Regions from separate parts of the Oryza sativa genome. Here region 2 is linked to region 1. The links are chromatin contacts, called in public HiCAR-type maps. All regions are on one chromosome and are shown on one strand. The core of a region is the stretch at or near the end of the contact, and the rest is flanking DNA. Distances in the headings are between cores, read along the strand shown.

Region 1 (5,239 bases), core at 1,908-4,407:
CTTCAAATATTTTTTATAAAGAAATTATGAGTGTATTTAGGATTGATCACGGAACTTAAGGGTTGAAATCACACACCTCTTACCACTGCACTAAAATAGAGAAAATCTCGCGTATCTCAGTTTATATCTAGCTCCATAATCCTCTGACTCATCGGCTACAATATTCATATTCATGATTGAACGGGAATTACATGGCCTGATTGCAACCAAACATAGGGTACAACGAGGCATGGAGCAATATACAGAGAATTTCAGGAAAGAGAGAGAGAGAGAGAGAGAGCATCCAAAACTAACGGCTTAGCTCATCGCCGGCCGCCGCCGCCGTGGCACCCTCCTCCGCCCGCGGCGACATCGACGCACAGCATATCGGCGAGGTCGCAAGTCTCGTACAGCATCATCATCTCAATCTCATCCATCCACGGCGCCGGCGCCGCCGGCAGCCCCACCCCCACCGTCGCCTCGGCTCCCCTCCACCCGTCGACCCCCCGCCGGCACGGCCGCGGCCTCTCGAGCGACGGCGCGGTCGCAACGGCTGCGTCGTTGCCGGTGAGGCGCTGCACGAGCGACTTGAACCCGGCGGCGTCGGAGGTGACGAACTGCGTCTCGATGAAGGTCACCTTCACGCCGCCATTGCCATTGCAACCCCTCTCCATGGAATCGAATCCGATCGACCGATGAGATCAGCTCGATCAGTTGCGACCCTTTCCCCTTTTCTTCTCGATTCGATTCGAATCGACGAAAAGCTCTCTCAACTCAAGGTTGCTGGTGACGAAATCTTCCCGTGCCGATGGGGTTTTTATACAGAGCGCGCGGCGGCGGCGGCGCGAATGCAATACATACGGCACAGATGCCTGCACTATCCGAATGACATGTGGGGTCCAGGTTAGGTGGGGCCCACGTGGAGGTGAGGGTGTGGGTTTTTCGCTGGATGTGTGACTGGTGGGTTGAAGCTTTAGCATTAGCGACAAGGTTTGACTGGTCGTATCCAGTGAGTGACTGGGTTGGTGGTCAGTGACGGACAACGGTCAACCTTTCTGGGAACGGTCAAGGCTCACTCCCTGCCTCGTGCGAGGAGGAGGTTCACTGTATCCTTATCCTATTCTTCTCTGCGTTCTCGGCGGCTTCGCACCGATCCGGTAAGAGCAACGGTAATTAATGTCGTTACTCCTCCGTTTTAGTTATTTGACTAAATTTATAGGTAAATATAATAATAAATTTATAAAATGATACTATTTTTTTCTACAAATTTAACCAAATTTAAAACAGTTTGACTTTTGACCAAAGTAAAAACGTCTTAAAACCTGAAACGGATGGAGTAATTTTTATAGGTATGTATAACTGTTTACCTTATTTAAAATTATTGTATAAATATATAAGTTATAAATACGATTGAATTGTTTTTAATGATAAAACAACTTATAATGAATAATCAGACATATGTCGAAAAGTCAAAGACCGTCGCTTATTAAAGAAACGGAAAAGAGAATTTCCTGTGCTTGGCTCAGCTACCGATTACTATAATCCTTTGTGCAATTTCATTTATTATAATTGTAAGTACATTTTTTTCTTGTCTTGTTAGCAAGAGTCGAACAATATAAGTGGCGAAGAGGATGCGGGAAAGAAGACCACCTGCTCCTGCTACCAAGCATTAGTCTTGAAAAAAATTTGATAAAAAAGTTATCTTCAGACTTCGGTCTCAGTTTCTGTCTGATCCTTCTCCACCGAGCGGTTTTCACAAAAATTGATCGATTTTCACGAAACCAGTAGTGTCAATTTTAGTTGGTATTTTTACGATGTTGACTGAAAGCTATTAGTTTTTATCGGTTTTAGGTCGGTATACAATAAACCGGTCAAGGATGGTTTTAATATTAAATACGGAAAGGTAAAACCTGCCTTCACCTCCAGGCTCCACATTATAGCTGGAGGTGATGAGGGAGAGGACCCATCTCCCTTTCGTATTTACTAGTATTTAGAGTTTTCTCAATAAAATGTTTGGAGGATTTGTTAATCTACACTAATCGCTAGTCCGTATTGCATGGATATTGTTATTCCTATAGTTGGCCATAAGGTCGAGGCCCGGGCCAAGGCACGGGATTTTGGCCTGGCCCAAGCATGACATGGCCTGATCGATGTCGGGCCCGTGCCGGCACGACATGGTTGTTGGGCTGTGCCTGGGCCTATGCCTCGGCACAGCACGAACTTCAGGGATGTGAAATAGACTTTTCAACCATATGTAAGATATGTATAGGCCTGACAAATCTTGGTCTGGGTTTGACCAGGCTTAGGCCGTGCCGTGCCGAGCGGCCCATATGGCTAACTATAGTTATTCCTATTCTTTTCCATAATTTTGTGAAAAAGTTTCGAAATCGATGAAATGTTGGTGCCCACTGAAATTACCAAAATTTCGGCCTTTTCGGAAAGTATAAACCCTGTTGTGACTCCAAAATCCTTTGATTCATCGGCTCTATCAATTTGTTTTTTTTTTCAGTTTCATGATTAGAACCGGAATTACATGGCCTGGTCGCAACCAAACATATAAAACAGGGTACAACAAGGCATGGAGCAATATACAGATAATCTCAGTTAAAAAAGAATGGAACAACATGCAGAGAGCATCCAAAACTGAAGATGGACTGAGCTCATCGCCGGCCGTCGATCAGCATGGAAAACCACCGTATCCGCCGCCGCCGTGGCACCGTCCTCCGCCGCTCGCGCCGACGACGTCGACGCGCAACATCTCGGCGAGGTCGCACGTCTCGTACAGCATCATCATCTCATCCACCCACGGCGCCACCGGCGGCGGCACGGCTTCCCGCTTCACCACCGTCGCGCTCGCGCCGCCGGCTCCCCTCCACCCGTCTGCACGGCACGGCCGCGGCCTCTGTGGCGGCGCCGCCGGCACGGCTGCGTCGTTGCCGGTGAGGCGCTGCACGAGCGACTTGAAGCCCGCGGCGTCGGAGGTGACGAACTGCGTCTCGATGAAGGTCACCTTCACGCCGCCGCCGCCGCCGCCATTGCCGTTGCAACCCCTCTCCATGGAACCAAATCCGATCAATCGATCGGCCGACGAGATCAGTTCGATCGATCGCTTGCTTAATTTACGTCTCTTCTCGATTCGATCAGCTAAAGCTAAGCTCAACGCAAGGTTGTTTCGTGACGAAAGCTTTCCTGTGCAGGGGGGATTTATATACGACGCTGGTGGTTGGGGTCAAGGCGGCAAGAAACCAACGACGACTATTCCAAATGCGACAAGAGGAGACACACGCTGTTCCAATGACATGTGGGGCCCACGGCTCGAGGTTCGAGGTGATGAGTGGAAGTGACAAGTGGAGGAGGTGGTTTGACTGGTCAGCGAGGGGAGGAAGGCAACGGTCAGCTTTTGGGAACGGTCAAGGAGGGCTGGGCTTTCTTCTCCTCGTGACAAAAATAGGTTGTGGCTGGCTCGCTGCCTCCTCTATCCTTTTCCGGTTTTCCCTGTCTGTGTTCTTGCGACTTCACTGTGATGGTAGACGTACGAACGCACAACATCTCTACACCCGCAATACCACACTTACACACATATGAATATGATCGGCCCGTAACACATGCTTGAAAAGACGGAAAATCAACGGTATATACCTAATATCGCCAAATTTATTTTAAGATCTCACTTATATATACGTAATATTTATGGATACCAGAATTTAAACCCTGATGAGTGGAGTCATGCTCCACCACCACACTGTTGATGCTTTTCTCAAAGAGGGCAGCTACACAACGGGATACCGTTGCAACGGGATATTTTAAGTGACTTTCTCTTTTCCTTTCTTCTGTCCACGTGTACTCCCCTAGTACCTGGTACTTGATACCTGGTACCTTAGGTATCGGTTGGTACCTGGTACCTTTGATACCGACTAGGTATCGACCGATACCTGATGCCCGATACCCAAGGTATCGGGTGGTACCTAGGTATCAGACCTTGGTACTAAGGTATCAAGCCTGATACTTGTGGGGTATCAGAGGGTAGCGTCAAAAAAGAGGAGACGTGGGGGAGGGAGGGCCACAACGGCGAAGGATGGCGTCGAGGAGGCACGGCGAGGTGAGGGACATATGCTCCCCTGGTACCTGGTACCTGATACCTTTGGTACCGACTAGGTATCGACCGATACCTGATACCCGGTACCTAAGATACCAGGTGGTACCTAGGTATCAGACCTTGGGACCAAGGTATCAAGCCTAATACTTGTGGGGTATCAGAGGGTATCATCAAAAAGAGGAGAAGACGTGGGGGAGGGATGGCGTCGAGGAGGCACGGCCATGGAGGATGTTGCCGCAACCGTACCCCGTTCCGGCTCCACTGCGCCTCGCTCCCACTCTCCCTCTCGCTCACCGCGCCCGCCGCCGAGCTCCTCACCGTCGCCACCTCCCCCGCGGCGGTGGCCGCCAGCTCTGGCGAGCGGTGGGCGACGACGATGGGGAGGGCTGCAGTGCCGCCTGATTTGGGGGAGGAGAGTGAGGTAGGAGGAGGTGACGGGGAGGGCTACAGTGCCGTGTGATTTGGGGGAGGAGAGTGAGGTATGAGGAGGGGATCCGGATGATTTGGAGGGAGAGGAGTAGTAGAGGAGATCCCGTCTCCACGGGATGCCGTGGTGTAGGTTTTCTGTTTCTCAAAAATAAATTGGTGTATGTTCCATGCTGGAAGAAAATGGTACTCCCTATAGTTTCATAATAATTATCGCTTTAAATAAAAAAACTTTACTATTATTTTTTATTATGAGATATATAAAGAATATTTATATTTTAAGATTAATCTATACATGTAATGTAACTGCTATTTTTGTAAAGCAAATATTTTTAAACATAGTCAAAGTTCTAAAAAGTTTAACCTCAATTATGTGTAAAACGATAATTATTATGGACGGGATCGAATAGTATGTTTGTCACTTATATTAGCTATGGACCACGGAGTATAAACCCAAAATATTTAGTTATAAAGACCGTTTATTGAAAGTAATTTCAGGTCGACTTTTCACTACCTCCGGAGCCAAGGAATGAAAATAACAAATAAATCCCTTAAAATGACAATGGAACGTAAAATGTTTTTTAAATAAAAAATGTTTTAGATATAATGCATACATGAATCAAGCGAGTAGACTCGTGGTTATTTAACTAGTATGGCATGTGCGCGGTATGCAAGGGGCAGCACATGCGTTGTCTCGTTTAATTTGTTTGATCATGACTGCGTCCTCCCACGTATGCT
Region 2 (4,869 bases), core at 1,388-3,887, 170 kb after region 1:
TATATAGCTTAGAAGGCCCACCACAATAAGTTTATCTAGGATCCTCAAAATCATAGGACCGGCCCTGCCGGCGGCCGCCATAGCACGACGCGTGCAGCAGGGTGACAGCCGCCACCCCCGCCAGCGCCGCCGGCGAGCGGTGGTCGGCGGCCGGCGGCCGGTCGGAACATGAGTATCAACGGCGGACACAGCCTCATGAAAAATTACATAATTTCTCATGAGGTCACCGTAACTACGGTCCAGTTTAGGCCAGCTCTAATTAATTACAGCAGCTAGCTTCATGGATTATTCGAGATTTCATCACATGCACAGAATGATCTTTGTCTAGTTAGATCGACGATATATCGAATTTGGTCCAAAAGGCTAAGCTAGTGCAGCACATGTGAGGAAGGGCCCCCTTCTCCAAAGAAACTCGTTTGCGTTAATTTCAAGTATTACTACTTTTGCTTTCTCAGCTGGCTGAACAGGAAAAAAAACAAAAACAAAAGCTCACTATGCTTCTTCTGCACTGGAATAGTAGGAACTTTGCAACTTGGTTTCTTCTGCCACGAAACTACCCCAACTGATGCGACCTGGCTTTTCTAGTCATTTGTCAAACTGAACTAGTGAACCTGTCTGTGTTGCACCAAACATGAATTAATTAAAGCTTCGGTTGAAGTTAATTAATTAGTAGTAACTACTAAGACCATCCTCAACCCAATAACTAGAATGATATCCATAACAATTAAATAAGCTGTCACCTAAAATGAAAAATGATGTGGCAAGTAAATAGATGAGAAAAGAGAAGGAAACCAGGTCTTACATGAGACATGGTTTCTACACAACATCCAATACATTATGTGAGATAAGTAACATCAAATTTAAGTATGAAAGAGTGATGTTTGTATTGAAATAATAGTGTCTATGATGTTGAGTTTATGAAAACTAAGTGTAGTGTCTTGTATTGGGACTGATCTAATTGCCTGCTAATTCAGTCCGACTGCTTAGTCAAGGTGCTGACCAAAGCTGCCCCTGTCAAACAGTCAGATTAGTTAGTCTTTCGACGCTGAGACTTAATTAATCCTGGTGATTAATTAATTAGTCGGCTGCATGAATCAACTCGAGGTTAATTACATGCCTGCACGAAGTCCACATCGAAATTTCGCCTTCAATTATTTGACGGAGCTGGCCTTGCTACTCTGTCGGTGAAGAACAGGCAGTAAGTAGAAACTTCTTTAACTGTTTTCAGACTTTTTCATTGGTGCAGTTAGAAAAAGCTCACTCTTGTGATTTGACAGTATTTTTAGTTAGGATGGTAGAACTTAACGTTGTAAAGTTCTACCACCCTAACTTTAGAACTTAGGTCTGGTTTAGTTCCCAACTTTTTTCTTTAAACTTTTAACTTTTCTATCACATCAAAACTTTTCTACACATATAAACTTCCAATTTTTTCGTCACATCGTTTTAATTTCAATTAAACTTTTAATTTTGGTGTGAACTAAATATACCCTAAGAAAGAAAAGCACTGACAAAAGCGAGCAAATGGGCTTCTTTCTTTGTGCCAAATAGTGGTGAAAAAAAAGAAAAGTTCATGGAAGCTGGGAGCAGAGTAGCAAAAACAGAGTTGGAGATGACACAACAGTAGCAGCAAAAGAACTCCAGAATTAATTAGGCAAGAGGAAAAAAAAATTACAAAAGAGAGTTGCAATTAGCAGAGAGCTAGAATTATCAAAGAAGAAGAACTAGAAAGAGCATACAAGTAATAAAGTATACAAGACTACAAGAGTATTTCTACTACTTCTCAGAGATAGTACACTGTATATACAAAAATGAAAAAAAAAGTTAAGCAAAGATTAACTCAAAAGCAGCAAGGAGCCGACCTAGATTAATTACCCCTAGCTACAACTCCAAGTAGTAACTCATAACTCTAGCCATTAGGACAAGAGTTAAATTTATCCTTCCCTGATCATCCCATTCATGATTCATCCATGGCAAGCAAAGACGGCCATGCACTGCTAACAAGAAAAATTACCGTGCTCTAAACGTAATTAGCAAGGTAATTAACGTAATTAACAAGGCTCTAGCTCTTTGACACACTGGCGATCAGTTCAGTAGTCGAAGCTGAAGGAGCTCATCTCGGGGCCCTCGACGATGCTCTCCAGGCTGGGCCGCCAGCACCCGTCGGCGCCGTCGCCTCCTCCGGCGCCGGCGGCGCAGGCGGCGCAGGCGTCACCGGCGGCGGCGGCGGTGGTGAGGAGGCCGCGGTTGCGCTTGCGGGCCATCTCCTGGAGCACGTCCTCGAGGCGGCGGTCGCCGGCCTTGAGCTGCGCCATGAGCCACTCCAGCTCGGCTTTCGTCAGCACCATCTTCACCTTCATCACCGACGACGACGACGACGACCCTGCAGCCTCGTCTTCCTCCTCCCCACCACCACCGCCGCCGCAGACTCTCCTCCTCATGCTCATCTTCCCGTCTCCCAACGCCGCCGCGCCGCCGCCGCCGCTCTGCAGGCAGTTGCCCATGGCTGATGGTCACCGCCGGCGGCGAGCAGATCGAGCTCGATCACGTGGTCGATCGAGCTTTGCTGGGTTGGTGAATGAGAAGGCGAGGGAGTGAGGTGGTGGAGGAGTATATATTTAACGAACAGAAGAAGTAGGGTAGCGAGTGTGTGGTGAGCTCCAATGGCGAAGGAGATGGCAATCACACAAATTTTGACAATTTAACCCTTTGAAAAAACTAATATTACAAATGAACCGTCGCCAAAACTTATTTCAAAAATAACCTTTTGTTCAGCGCAAAATCGTATAGCGCTGAACTTAGACACCTCAGCGCCACGTCAACTGGCGCTGAATGTCGTGCCACCGTGAATAGGAGGCTGAGTCAGCGTGCCAATGTACATTCAGCGTCGTGCTATTTAGCGCTGAGGTGTCTAAGTTTAGTGCCATATGATTTGGCGCTGAACAAAATGGTAATTTTTTAAATAAGTTTTGATGACAGTTCATTTGTAAAATTAGTTTTTGTAAAGGGTCGTATTGTCAAAATTTGTGTGGCAATCAAGCGGTAATAAATCCGAAAGAGTCGCTGTCTAGGGGCACATGGTGGGGGACTGGCGACGATGGATGGGTTGCTTTGGGTTGGTTTGGTGCATCTCGATCACTGATCACGTACCTCTGGAATTTTTCAATTTTTGGTCTTTTTCAAAAATTTGTTTTATAAATATATTTATGAAAGAACTTATTTTAGAAATAGATACTTTCGTTGATGCCGTGATCTAACATGACAACGTAGCTTGAGTTTAGCTTCCTTTGTTGCTCTGCTACTGCTGCCTAGCTAGCTACTTCCTCTATTTTTTAATATATGACATCGTTGATGTTTTTAAGATACATTTAATCATTCGTTTTATAAAAAATTTATGTAATTATTATTTATTTTCTTATGACTTGATTTATCGTCAAATATTCTTTAAACATGATTTAATTTTTTTTATATTTACATAAAAATTTTAAATAAGACGAATGGTCCAACATTTTATAAAAAAATCAATGAAGTTGTACATTAAAAAAATGGGGGTAGTATATATGTTGTGGATGTGCTCATTGTAAAAGTAAAAAACCGATCGAGTTGCACTCACGGGATGTATAGTGGTGGTTGCTAGCATTTCTACGAAAATCGTGTGAAAATCATGATTCTTTTTGGAGATTTCCGCGGTAGTGAGTGAGAAGGAATAAGAATTTTTCCTTCTGGTTTTTCCGGATCGAAATTAGTTCCAATCATATTTTAAGGTACACTTGTCACATGAGATATCACAGACAACTAATGACATGTGTGTACACGCATGATTCCAAAAGCAACGCACGAAAAAGAACATTCACAAGATACAAAACCGGGACGCATCCTCCTCTGCGCAAACAACATTCCAAAAACAACACAGAGACGCATCAAATCAGTACCACCAGCAACACCTATCTACTCCCTTCGTCTTTAAAAAAATAAATTAAATATGAAATATAACGCATTCTAATACAATAAATGCAAACGGTACAGATTTGAAATACTACAATGCGTCATATTTTATATAGTAGGTTTGTTTTTATGAAACGAGGGAAGCACCTACTACGTACGCACCAACTTTTTTTAGACGAATGCCGCTGCACGTGATCTCGCAACCATCCATCATCGATCGATCGATCATTCATGCATGCACACCAACTCGATCGATCTCTGCAAAATCTCTCGCAGTCGATCCACCGGCACGTACGATCGTCGAGCACAAAGAAGATTCCATTATTCCCATTCGTGTGTATGTACGTATATGTGTTGATTTTGCTAAAGTTCTCTATCTAGATAAATAATATAGGTTCATATATGCGACCTTAAATTAAAGCTGAGCTGGATCGATGCCTACGTACGTACGTACCTGTTCTGAAAAAGGAAGACAGCTAGCACAACGTCGACGTGAAATAAAACACTGTAAGTAGTATGGAGTACTTCCTCTTTCTTTAAAATGTAAGTATTTTTTTTAAAAGTTAGACGTACATATTAAAAAATTAAGTGAGAATAGTTAGAAGAATATTGTGATTGGTTGAGAAAAAACAGTTGAAATAAATTTATTTTGAAACAGAGGGAGTATATATGTACTTATCTCGTGTATACATTGGGCTATTTTAGTTCTTTACACCCTGTCAAAATATTAGTAGTGTCAAAATAATTAGGTAAATTGTGTTGCAAATAAAAGAGTTTTGGCACTATTAATAATTTAGTAAAATAATTAAGTATCACATTGATTTGGTAAAAAAATGGCTCCAACCAAAACTCTAGGCAAATACTATATTAAAGTTGCATGATAGTAATTGATTCTTAGGGCATATTTTAGTACGTAACAACCCAAAA

What was found. HiCAR-type assays count read pairs that join an accessible place to other places.
Region 2: a HiCAR-type map of leaf shows a contact between it and region 1, with 1.9 times the contacts expected there. The contact joins the promoter of LOC4328909 here to the promoter of LOC4328899 in region 1. A contact is called at or near these places in 1 of 15 Hi-C or Micro-C datasets (seedling) and 1 of 4 datasets of contacts at active chromatin or transcription factors (leaf).

Annotation. Positions count from the first base shown.
Region 1 is chr2:8,564,527-8,569,765 of ASM3414082v1, forward strand. LOC4328899 reads right to left here and starts at 3,158. Exons shown (of 1, transcript XM_015769295.3): 1 at 2,464-3,158. The coding sequence starts at 3,037. The coding sequence ends at 2,657.
Region 2 is chr2:8,738,118-8,742,986 of ASM3414082v1, forward strand. It overlaps LOC4328909, which reads right to left and starts at 2,638. Exons shown (of 1, transcript XM_015768196.3): 1 at 1,748-2,638. The coding sequence starts at 2,501. The coding sequence ends at 2,088.